Linked DNA regions of Mus musculus: regions 2 and 3 are each linked to region 1. A link is a contact called in public HiChIP or PLAC-seq and promoter capture Hi-C data. All regions are on one chromosome and are shown on one strand. Each heading gives the region's core, a stretch centred on a gene start, on an enhancer-like site or on the middle of the called end of the contact. The rest is flanking DNA. Distances are from core to core; before and after follow the strand shown.

Region 1 (3,721 bases), core at 493-2,992:
CCCAGCAGGTCCCCGCCCCCAACCTCTTCACACTCATAAACAAGTCCCGGCTCAGGGGCTCCAGCTCACTAGCTAGCAAGCCGCCTGCTCTGGCTGGGACCGCGTCCTAGAGCAGCCGCCACTCAGACTCTCAACCTGCTACCCGCCGGCCGCCAGAGGTCGGGGTCAATCCGGTGGGTGCTTCCCAGACCTGGAATACGGGAGCCTCGATTCCAGTTCCCGCCTGCGACCTCTCTAATCAACTGTGTCCACACCATTCGGTGCTGGAGTCCCAGGAAGGTGCATCTGAACGCCGCGGAAGAACGCCAAAATTGCGCAAAGCAGTAGCGCCTCTTGGATGCACACCCACTCACTCCCGAAAGCGACAAGGAAAAAAGTCCTCCCCAGCCCTCCCATTCCACACCTTCAAGAGTGCCAAATTTCATTAGAAGTATCCACCACTGTGCAGAGCGCCTTGGTGGCAGCAGGAAACAGTCCAGTTTGCTATGTGTTCTTTTAACTCCGACCTAACTCTGAGGGTCTCTGATGTTCTGGACCCTTCCCATACTACCTCTTGGGGCGGGGGTGGGAACCCTAAAAAGGACTCCGAGAAACTGGCACCAAATCCCTACCGATGGCCCCACCCCGGTACCCACCGTTCCATGGCCGGGTCCCAGACCCACAGGCTGAGCGCTAGCTCCAACATCTGCGCGAAGACCCAGGGTGGGAAGCCATTGGGTTGGCGCTGGCCAGAGTAGCCCAGAGCTAGGGACCCTCTCAGAGAAAAAGCTTTATGTGGGACAACAACGCAGATACGCACTGTTGGGCTTAAGTCCCAACTCCCCCCAACCTGAGAAGTGACGGTGCGGGTCCTGAGCTTTGCAGCCCCTCCCCCAGCCCACGCCCTGCCGGGCTGTGTGTTGGAGCTGATGAACGTTGCCCGGTGGCCAGCGGGGTGCAGGGCACAAGCCGGGATCCTGGTCTCTTCCAAGCCCCATTTTTGTCTGCTACCCGCTTTTATTATAGGATGCGCGGGAGTCTTCTGGGGGAACCAGATAGGAGGGTCGGAGGTGTGTATGCATGAGGTGGAGTAGGATGGTGATGTCCAGAATCCCTTTCTTGCCTTTTCGTGGTCCCCATTTTCCCTCGCCTCCACCTCCTTCCCTTCCCAATGCAGGTTTGTTAAACCTGATCACTTTCCCAGACTGAGGGCGGTTTCTTGAGCAGCCAGGGGACTAGAGAAAAGAGGAGGAGGAGGAGGAGGAGGAGGAGGAGGAGAGCCATATCCACGCGCGCACAAGTGTGCATGCATGTGGAAGGAGGGTGGTGGTAATTGCGCCTAGGCCTGGGCAGATTCGAGCTCAAACTTTGGGGAAGGCACAAGAACCGAAAAGTTAGCGTGTTGCGCGATGGGGGTGGGGCTGGGTGCAGAATTGGGGCCCCCCACGCGGATCCCCAAGAAAATCTCCCCCACGCGATTCCCCCACCCCCTCCGGGACCTGCCCACCCAACGTGCCCGCCACGTCCCCTTACCGTGGCAGAAGTAACCATGGCATCCGTGTGACTATTTCCAGGGACGTCGACATGAAGAGAAAGGTGGACTCGAGTTCGGTCATTCAGTCTCGCCCACCCCTGCCGCAGCCACTACCCAGCGGTGGGAAAAAACGAGGGGAAGAAAGAAAGAGGGAAGAAAGTTGCGCCGGGCTATCTCGCGGGGCGGTGCGCGGAGCTGCTGGGTAAGGAGAGGAGCCTTCAACTCTGAGTCCCGTGAACATAATCTGAGCGGTTATAACCAGCCAACCCGGCCAGATGGCTCCGCGCTCAGCGCCTTAACCCCTTCCGCGCCAAGCCCCCTAGCCCCGCCCGCAGTGACTTGCAGGCCCGCTCCCTGGCATTTTGGAGTTTGCTCTCGAGACCAATGGGAAGACCTAGTCATTTCTCCTAGTCCACTTCAAAGGAAAACAAACGAACGAACAAACAACAAATAAGCCCTCTCAAAATAGCCTACTCTTCATTATCCCCTCTTTTGACCTTCCCTTTTAGAGATGGGGAGAAGGAGCCAACAAAAAACGTTTGATTTATCATTATATTTTACACGTAAATATCTTCGATCTGTCTTATTCTTGAACTTTTTCTTTTAAGGCTTCCTTCCTTTCTTTCTTTCTTTCTTTCTTTCTTTCTTTCTTTCTTTCTAACTAGGCAGATGAAGGCCTTTCTTGCCCCTTGGCTCAGGAAAGCTTGAACCTCAACCTTAAACTCTGTCTCCAAACCTCAGACCCTTCTGTCTTTGGATCTCTCTCCACCCCCTATTAAGCCCCCCCCCAGCCCCCCCAGGCCCTCACAACAACAGGAATCTGCGCATGAACAGTTGCTTGCCTGCCCTCGAACTCCTCAGTCCTGGGGGCAGCTCACAAGGCACAGTTAGTTCAAGCTGTCTAGGGAGGTTAAGTTGCTGAGGTACGGTGAGGGTGGGAGTGCTAAGCAACCGAGGAAGGGGTGGTTTGCGTGTGCGCAGAGTGTGCGTGAAAGAAAAGGAGAGGTATGAGCCAAAGCCCCACGTTCTACACACTCCCTAACTTCTCCACCCCTTTCTTTCAAGGTAGGAGCCGACCCTGGAGCTGAGCATTTGCCCAGCACTCGCCGCTTTGTACAAAAACAATTTGCCCAGAAGAAAGGGCAAGCAAGGCACCCCTTCCTGACTCCCCGAAAGTAGCGACGCTCTCTTGCACAACCGCTAGATTCATTCGAGGAAAAGATCTCAGGGTGGAGGCAAGGGTCTTATTTGTAGATTATTTTAGCTATTCATTAGATTCCCCCCCCACACACACACACACTTGATCCGAGCTGATTCTCTCAGATTTTACAGTGGTCAGAGCATCTAGATTTTGCTCAACTGCGGTCCAAGAGAAATGAAGGGGGAGGGGGGAATCCTAGTGGTAAGGGGAACCGGAGAACCAGAAAGTAGTACACCATTGCTCCTTCATTCCCTCCCCCATTCTTGCAAGGTGGAACTCAAGTCCAAGTGCCCCCTCCCCCCGCCCCCACCTCTGCCACTCTCCAAGTTGCCTCCTGTCAGGACATTTGACTCACACACAGCAGGAGAGGCGATTTGATAGTCCACCTCTTCCTTGCCTCCTAATAAAGTCTGATAAGCAACTCGCAATGTACTTTAGCAAGGTTCCAGGTTCAAAACCTGGAAATTCCTTGGAGATGCATAGGTTTGGTCCACACCCAGGAGTGCCAGAATTGCACCCACCGGTTAAGGCTGAGAGAAGCTGCGGGGCGAAAGGAGGCCAGAGAGGATGGAGAGTCGGGGGCTGCATACTAGATAGATTGTACCTGCCTCATCATTATCCTGGCTGACGGGGGCTGCCACATCGAAAATGGCCTGCAGCACCCACAGAGGCCCACCAAGGACGTCACCTCCAACGATCCCTTTGAAGGACTTCCCTCCTGCCAAAATATCTTCTTCTTCCTCCGGATCCGATCAGGCTGCAGAGTTTTCCCCTTCACCCTGCCACACAGCACTTTGGAGGTTTGGCTTGGGCGTGCTCTGTGAGGTTCTGGTTTTCTCGCGGTCTTCTGGCCCGCCCCTGCCCTCCCCCACTTCCCGCACTTGCCTCCCCCCACCCCTGCTTTCCCCCTCCCTTCCCGCCAGTCTCTCTGCCAGTGGAGTTCTAGGGGCTCATTTCTCAAGCTCCTGGTCCCGGGGCTCTACAGACTGCAACCAAAGAGGTGCTTG
Region 2 (3,721 bases), core at 694-3,193, 670 kb before region 1:
TCACGGTGGACACGAGAGCTAGCACCTCCAGCTGGTGCATAATCTCCAATGCAGTTCCCAACCCCAAAGTCAAACCCTTCTAGAGTGAGACTGTCCTGCTTCAGGAGGCAGAGTCAGCCAGCAGCAACTTGTCAGGGTTCTGGATAGGAGCGGAAGTGGCAGCAGGAGACAAGATGGGCAGACTGTAGGCCAGCAGGCAACAGAATGAGAAGACATAGGGTGGCCATGGGCACCTCCTCTCAGCCCCTTACATACATATGCCATGGGGGGCAGATGGGAGATGTAGGCAACTATGTGGTTTCCCCTTAGCACCAAACTTTCACACCATCTATGCAGGCGTCTGGGGACTGACCGACAGACTAGCAGGGAAGAGACTAAAAGGTAGAGGGAGGAAAACTCCCCAAAGGACAGGGCGGGGTTGGGTGGGGCCAGCTGCCTTCAGACTTTGTTTTGTAACAAAGCGCTCAAGCTGATGAGTGGACCAAGCCAAGCCTGGGAGCTGGCTGCCTGTCTGCAGAACTGGGGAAACACAAGCAGGGAATGTCCTCTGACATCCTCTTAAGTTGTATGGGTGTGGTGGCTCCTAGAAACCCAGGGCAGTCTCTGCAGGTTGTGCAACACTTCCAAGCAACCCTGGAGAGTATTAAACCTTACAGTTGCTGGAAGATGGTGAGCATCCCGGTGGCCAGCTCCAAAGGGAATAGTGGACTTTTTAGTTGTTGTTGTTCAAAGTCTCTGGTGGCACAGGAGTTGCCTAGTTAAGCTCTTTCCTGATTGCCTGGGAGCAAATTCCGTCCATTTGTGTTTGGGAGTGTGCCCTCTCAGAATCAGGACAAAAGGGTCTTCCGTGTATTTCCTTGCTTCTGTCCCTGAGTTTTGGGAGAGTGGACACTCTCTTGTTGCCCTACCCAGAGGCCCATCTGTAGAGTCTACTAGCACCTGCCTCTGGACCCTCTGCAGGTGAACGGCCATTCCCCTTGGCCCCACCTGGACATTTTTAGAGCGAGGCTTCAAGCCCGCAGTACCTGATTACCTGGGAAATGCAGAAACACCGGATTTATCCCATCTAGAGGCGCCAATAGGCACCTTCCCCGCCTTCTTTTCTCTTAACTCTCCCAGAGTTCTCTACAGCCAAGATAGTTATCGCTCTTGAAAAAGAATCAAGACAATCTAGTCTTTCAGGTAGCTTAGAGAGAGGCATGGACGTTTTCAGTTGAGAGTTCAGGTCCTAAACAAGGAATGTCCGACCTCCAGGTGCAGGGAAGACTCCCCACACCCACTTCCTCTCCCTCCGTAGCACCCCTTGTCACTTGTGGGACCACCGAAGTGGGAGACGCTCGACTGCCCTGCTGGCAAGGAGCCTTGCGGGCCGGGGAGGGCATCGAGTTACTCGAAAAGGTTGCTCCGCTCCTCCCTCACTCCTCTCTCACACTCGGGGGTGCTCCGGGTGGGAGCAGGCACAGAGCCCATCTCAAATACTCGGCGGTAGAAGGACCCGGGAGCGAAGTGCACAGCCGGAGCCACCAGGACCCTCGGCTCTCCCACCCACTTGCTCCTCCCGCCCACCTGCCAGTCCCGCCTGGCCAGCTGGCAGCCGCTGCGCCTTTCTCTACTCGCCCGGAGTCCGCCTGGCGCGCGCAGTACCAGCGGCTCCCGGCGCTCTCGGCCGCCGGGACACTCTCCGCCCCGGACGCCGTCTCGGGCCTGAGAACAGGTGGCCTCGGAGAGGAGCGCGCCGACAGTCGCCTCTCACTCACCCAGAAGATGAAGTTAAATCCGAAGAGCAGGTATTTGATGCACTTGCTACCTCCTTTGACCGGCATGGTACAAGCTGGAGTTGCGTGGGACAAGAGGCACGAACGACTGGGACAGAAGGGACTCGACAACCGACTGAGACACGCTGCGGCTAGGGGCTGGCCTGAGGCTCCACTTTTAAAAAGTGCCACTCCTTACGGCGCTCGGCCAGCTGCTATGCGCATGTGCGGAGGGATGCCGACCCCGCCCCCCGGCCCACCTGCCCCGCCCATGCTCTAATCCCCTCCCCAGACCCAGGTTCTGGGACTTCGGTTTCACCCTCAGTGCAGAGCTCTCTCTGCACCTAACTTTTGCCGTCTGGTTTCTAAGATCCTCTTTCCCTCCATCTTCCTTCTTCCCACCGTCTCGGGGTCTTTCCGGACCTCCGTACCCGACTTCTTTTACGGGGAGTTAAGTGCCGGCCTCGCCTTTCCCGTTCATCCTAGTTCATCCTGGGCTCTGCATAAGAGCTCACGTTGGAAGACCCCCAAGGGCCATGTAATCTTAAGAACCTTTTCAGATTCCCGAGGCAAGTCTGCGAGCCCCTATTTGCCTGGCTTGCGTTCTCTCTGACACCTCCTTGTAAACCTTTCTGGACTGAACGCACTTAGTTGAGCACGGTGGCCGCTAGAATGTTCTAGGTGCTAATCTGAGCAGTTCTACTTTGCTCAGAAACTTTCTACGTTCAGAGACTTGAGTTGAAACCCTTCTTCATCCTGTATTTACTCCGTTCATTCCCTGCCACACCTGATGCCACACCCCTACTCTGCTGCGCCTCCATGCCTGCAGGGGTGTATGCTGGCCGCCCTGCCTCCTTGTGAAAATTCTATTGTGCTTTATTATTTTTTTTATTTAAATCTATTATTATTTTGAGACAGAGTCTTACTATGCTGTCCTATCTGGCTTGGAACGCCCTGTGTAAACCAGGCTGGCCTTGAACTCATAAAGATCTGTCTGCCTCTGCTGGGATGTGCCAATACGCCCAGCGATTTCATTTCTTTTGAAGTAGGATTTAGCCGTTTGTAGACCTACTGACCCGGAATTTGCTTATGTAGCTCAGGCTATCTTCAACTCCAGTCCTCCTGCCAGAGCGGTTCAGGCCACCACGTCCTGCTCTGTGACTCTCTAAATTCTTTCTTGATTTTTTCAACAGGGTGAAGAGGCCCTTCTCAATATCCTTTACAGTTTTCTCTTCCTCACCCCTGCAGGAAGTTTCCTTAGCATTCTTCATTGCAAAAGCAAACCGTACTTATTACAGAAACATCAGAAAATATCAGAAAGCAAAAAGAATGTGAGTTAAAATTTTTTTTCCTGGGTTAAAGTACGTTGGAGGCCAACGCCACAGGAGACCCGGTCCCCAAAAACAAAAAATAAAAACAAGAAACTTTTTCACATAGCAAACCCAGCTCTGTTAGCATAGCACAGCTCTTGTTTTACTGTTTATCAGTAGACTGGCTTCACTATTTATCAGTAAGTAGACTGATTCATTAATAGACCCAGTTAAAAACCTTTTTTTTTTTTTTCCCACAGTTTAGTTTAGAAAGGTTCTTCACTGGGGAACAGGAGTCGAAAGCAACACATTCTGTCTTCCCTGAAGCAGCTTAGGAGTTGGAAGAAGGACGCAGGCAGGAGACTTGGAGGGTGTGTGTGGTCAACTTAGGGGTCTCTTGAGAGCTCTCACAAAGTAAGTGTTACAATCAGGGAAGCCTGGCAGAGCTGGGGCTCCCGTGGTCTTCTGGAGAGAGCTGGTGAGGACCTTGTCCTCTGAGAGTGAAGGTGAACCCCGGGAGTGTCAGGTGAACCCCTTGACTGTGTGTGGGCACGGGACAAGAGGGCAGCCTGCAAGTGCTGTGCGGTTAGGGACCCTTGTTTGTATCTCCACTCCCTGGTGTAAAACCTTGGGGCACTGGACAGAAAATCCGAATGC
Region 3 (3,721 bases), core at 544-3,043, 590 kb before region 1:
TAAATGTAGCGGCCTCAACTCTTTTTTTTTTTTTTCCATTTTTTATTAGGTATTTAACTCATTTACATTTCCAATGCTATACCAAAAGTCCCCCATATCCACCCACCCCCACTCCCCTGCCCACCCACTCCCCCTTTTTGGCCCTGGTATTCCCCTGTACTGGGGCATATAAAGTTTGCAAGTCCAATGGGCCTCTCTTTCCAGTGATGGCCGACTAGGCCATCTTTTGATATATATGCAGCTAGAGTCAAGAGCTCCGGGGTACTGGTTAGTTCATAATGTTGTTCCACCTATAGGGTTGCAGATCCCTTTAGCTCCTTGGCTACTTTCTCTAGCTCCTCCATTGGGAGCCCTATGATCCATCCATTAGCTGACTGTGAGCATCCACTTCTGTGTTTGCTGGGCCCCGGCATAGTCTCACAAGAGACAGCTACATCTGCGTCCTTTCAATAAAATCTTGCTAGTGTATGCAATGGTGTCAGCGTTTGGATGCTGATTATGGGGTGGATCCCTGGCTATGGCAGTCTCTACATGGTCCATCCTTTCATCTCAGCTCCAAACTCCGTCTCTGTAACTCCTTCCATGGGTGTTTTGTTCCCAAATCTAAGGAGGGGCATAGTGTCCACACTTCAGTCTTCATTCTCCTTGAGTTTCATGTGTTTAGCAAATTATATCTTATATCTTGGGTATCCTAGGTTTGGGGCTAATATCCACTTATCAGTGAACACATACGGCCTCAACTCTTAAGCACACAACTTCCAACTTGTAAACAAAAGACATCCCAAAAGCCATTTTTTTGCCCTTGTGCTTCCAGTGACTCAGCGGCGCAAGGCCCGCTGGGTAGTTGCCTGGCACGTGGCCACGGTTGCTAACAAGGGCAGACTTAAGCTCCAGACTGAGCGCCAAGAGGCCCGTGCTTTGTGCAGAAGGGGGATTTCCTCTTTCCCAGGGCTTGAGATAGCTGACATTTGTCCTTTTAAAGACAAACCGTTGAGATTCTCTCCCCCATAGTTGGGTGCGCTGGTCAGTTTTTTTTCAGCTTGACACAAACTAGAGTCACCTAGAAAAGGGAACCTCAGATGAGGAATTGCCTCCGTCACATCAGCCTGTGGGTTTGGAAAATGAGATGTCCAGAGCACATCCAAATAGGCAAGTGAGACAGGCATGCCCTTCCTCTAGAGATGCTTGACCAACAGACAGATTTCAAAAGAAATCCATCCAAGGTACTGTGCACGAGAGACTTTTCTCACTTCCCCCTTTGGGTTTCTAAATTAGAGTTCTGTGTTTGGTTGGTGGCATTCCCTCTCCCTCCCTTCAAGGCGAGGCTGAGAGCAACAGGTCCCGCCGAGCATATTTTGTTTTGTTTGGCTTTGCAAACACAGGCTGCAAACAGCAAGGGCTTGGCAGATGCTGCCCACCCTCAGAGTATCAAGGAACAAACCCTTTGATGTGGCGTTAGTGGGAGGTACAGACAGACTTTTTCTGGAGAGAACCTGATACTGAGGGTGAGTTGAGGAGGGAAAGACTGGGTGCTTTGTTCAAGGAAGACAAAGCACGGATGCAGCTTTGCTAAGTCTGCGGGGACACATTTTAAGGCTCCAGCTGTATGTCCCTACTCACTTTGTCTCCCGGGTGCTTTAACCAGCATCCTGGGAACAGCTGAAGAACGTGGTTCTTGGTTCGGGACTGAGGCTCCAAACACACCTCCCTGAGGCACGAACTCCTTCAAGTCCAGCACTCACAGTTCAGAGTTTCAGTTTGTTTACCTAGAGAACTGTATTCTGCCCTTAGCCAATCAGATCGTGTTTGCTCACAGCCGGGATCCCTCATTGGCTGGGATGCGCAGTGACTCATCTCCTGGGAGGTGATTAATGTGGCCTCTTGTAAGTTTTTGCTCCCGCTGGGCCCCACGCTTAGATATTGGGTCTGCTAACTGGGAGTCTTTTAGCAGCGGGGTTTTGGATTCAGGAGCCAGTTGGAATGGTTGAGCGTTCTCAGGGAGGCTGCACTAGTGTACAACTGCTTTGGTTAGCTGTCAGAACCAGTCACCTCTCTTTTCTCCTGATTTTTGTAGCTCTTTCAGGGAGCCTGGTCATAATTCTTATACCTTGGGGAGGAACGTTTGCCTGTTGTACCAACAGACCCACAGCCTCTCTCTGCTGGGACCGATAATGGCTTGTTGGATCTCATCGTTTGCAGTTTTAGTTTTGTTTTTGTTTTCCAGCTGAGCCTGGAGCCCAAGCCATAAATGTCCAGATTAAGTGATGCTCATCTGCTCACAGCTACCACACAACACATGCTTTTTAGAGAGATCCTTAGCCTTTCTCTTTTTGTAAAATGAAGTCTGGGGAGCATGGGGGAAGGGCTGAACTTCACAAAGGGATAGTAGCTTTGGTCCTGTGTCCTGCCTGTAATTTGAAGCCGAAAGCCCCATAGGGTTGCTGTTAGCCCACAGAGTGGTCATTCTAGCTATGGAAAAAGACACTCCTTTCCCAAGGCAATCTCCTGTCACTGATGGAAACCTACCACAGTGAACACAACCACTGCACGTCCCACGATATACAGATCTGCGGGTGATGCTAAGGCCCACTATGTAAGTGTCAGCCACTTGGCACATCACCGTTGGTCATAGTGTAGCCTGTCACCGCACTTGGTGACTTTGGACTAGCCTGGGAGTCACCGAAGCCATTATCACCACTCTCAGGTCACATTCCCCAGTGTGACAAGATTGGCTCCTGCCTTTGCTACTGCTGTCAAGAGCATGAGGACACGTCCATGCTTGGCACCAAGAGATCTCTCCCTGTAATTCCTAAGAGTTTGTCTTCACGATGACCAACTGCCAAGTTACTGGGAATCCCAAGTGTTCAGTTACTGGGAATCCCAAGTGTGGTTGCTGCTAATTTTTACTTGAGCCACAGCAGGGGAGTAATCCAGTGGTAGCAGCATCGTCAGATGAGTCAGGATTGGGAGAAATGGATTTTCATCAACGTTAGGAATCCCAGGCTCACAAACACTGAAGCACTGGATGAGATTCTCAAAGTTACCTCTACATCCCCCTACCCCCTGCGGGAAGGTGCTCTGTGAACAACAGCCAGATGGGCTGGATGTGTTCTGATCTTGGCTTTAAGAGTCAAGGCCTTAGAATAGGCTTGCTAGGCTCTTTCTGGCCTTCATGCACAGCTCAGCTCTAGCTGGCTCCTCAGCTTCCTGAGAGAGCACACTCCATTAGTTTATGCTCCTTTGAAGTTAGAGCTCTGTGTGTCTATCCATGTCCCTGAATACTGGAGTCTAGGACCCCTCTGGGCCAGTTGCTCTGGGCTGGTGTGTGAGCCCTGATTCCATAGTCGGTCAGTCTCCTCCACAGCAGCTGGAGACTTTCCACTTTCCTTTCACCTGTGAATTTGGTGTTTATTATGGGAGCATGTGACATTTTTCTGTGCTGTCTTTGTCTCACCTTTCACCACCTTCCATCCTGTAGAACGTTCTCTCTCTCCTCCGGGACAAAGTGCGGCTCACCGGAGACATCTCTTGTCCTTGGGAAATCACCTGTCCTATGGGCTAATATTTGCTAAAACCATTGTTGACTTTCAGTGACCATAGCACATCTCTTCAATAGCCCAGAGAAGCACACAAAGTATCCATCCTGTTGGGGACAGAGCAGTTTGCTCTTCATGTCCTGATTACACAATTGTTTATTTGCATGGGCGGACCTGTCACTTCT

What was found. Promoter capture Hi-C pulls out the DNA fragments that hold promoters and counts their contacts. HiChIP or PLAC-seq counts read pairs in DNA pulled down with a chosen protein or histone mark.
Region 2: a contact with region 1 is called in an H3K4me3 HiChIP or PLAC-seq map of craniofacial prominence, with 4 times the contacts expected there. The contact joins the promoter of Cd9 here to the promoter of Ntf3 in region 1. A contact is called at or near these places in 4 of 39 promoter capture datasets (embryonic stem cells, hippocampal neurons, liver and 1 more), 1 of 484 Hi-C or Micro-C datasets (embryonic fibroblasts) and 3 of 115 datasets of contacts at active chromatin or transcription factors (cardiomyocytes, craniofacial prominence and embryonic stem cells).
Region 3: a contact with region 1 is called in a promoter capture Hi-C map of embryonic stem cells, with 2.4 times the contacts expected there. The contact joins the enhancer-like site here to the promoter of Ntf3 in region 1. A contact is called at or near these places in 2 of 39 promoter capture datasets (embryonic stem cells and hippocampal neurons), 1 of 484 Hi-C or Micro-C datasets (uterus) and 2 of 115 datasets of contacts at active chromatin or transcription factors (craniofacial prominence and embryonic stem cells).

What each region holds. Positions count from the first base shown.
Region 1 is chr6:126,163,218-126,166,938 of GRCm38.p6, forward strand. Ntf3 (neurotrophin 3) reads right to left here and starts at 1,743. Exons shown (of 2, transcript NM_001164035.1): 1 at 1,513-1,743. The coding sequence starts at 1,530.
Region 2 is chr6:125,492,817-125,496,537 of GRCm38.p6, forward strand. It overlaps Cd9 (CD9 antigen), which reads right to left and starts at 1,944. Exons shown (of 8, transcript NM_007657.4): 1 at 1,758-1,944. The coding sequence starts at 1,823. Gm26728 (a long non-coding RNA gene) reads left to right here and starts at 617. Exons shown (of 6, transcript XR_869432.2): 1 at 617-669; 2 at 2,948-3,085.
Region 3 is chr6:125,571,593-125,575,313 of GRCm38.p6, forward strand. All of the region lies in intron 6 of Vwf (Von Willebrand factor), which reads left to right. Among named protein-coding and RNA genes, the nearest start is that of Vwf, 21 kb to the left of the region's middle. Within about 2 kb of position 1,794, at least 343 of the 459 cell types and tissues checked have an H3K27ac peak or open chromatin away from gene starts, as enhancers often do. A contact at or near this core is called in craniofacial prominence, embryonic stem cells and uterus, where this site is marked.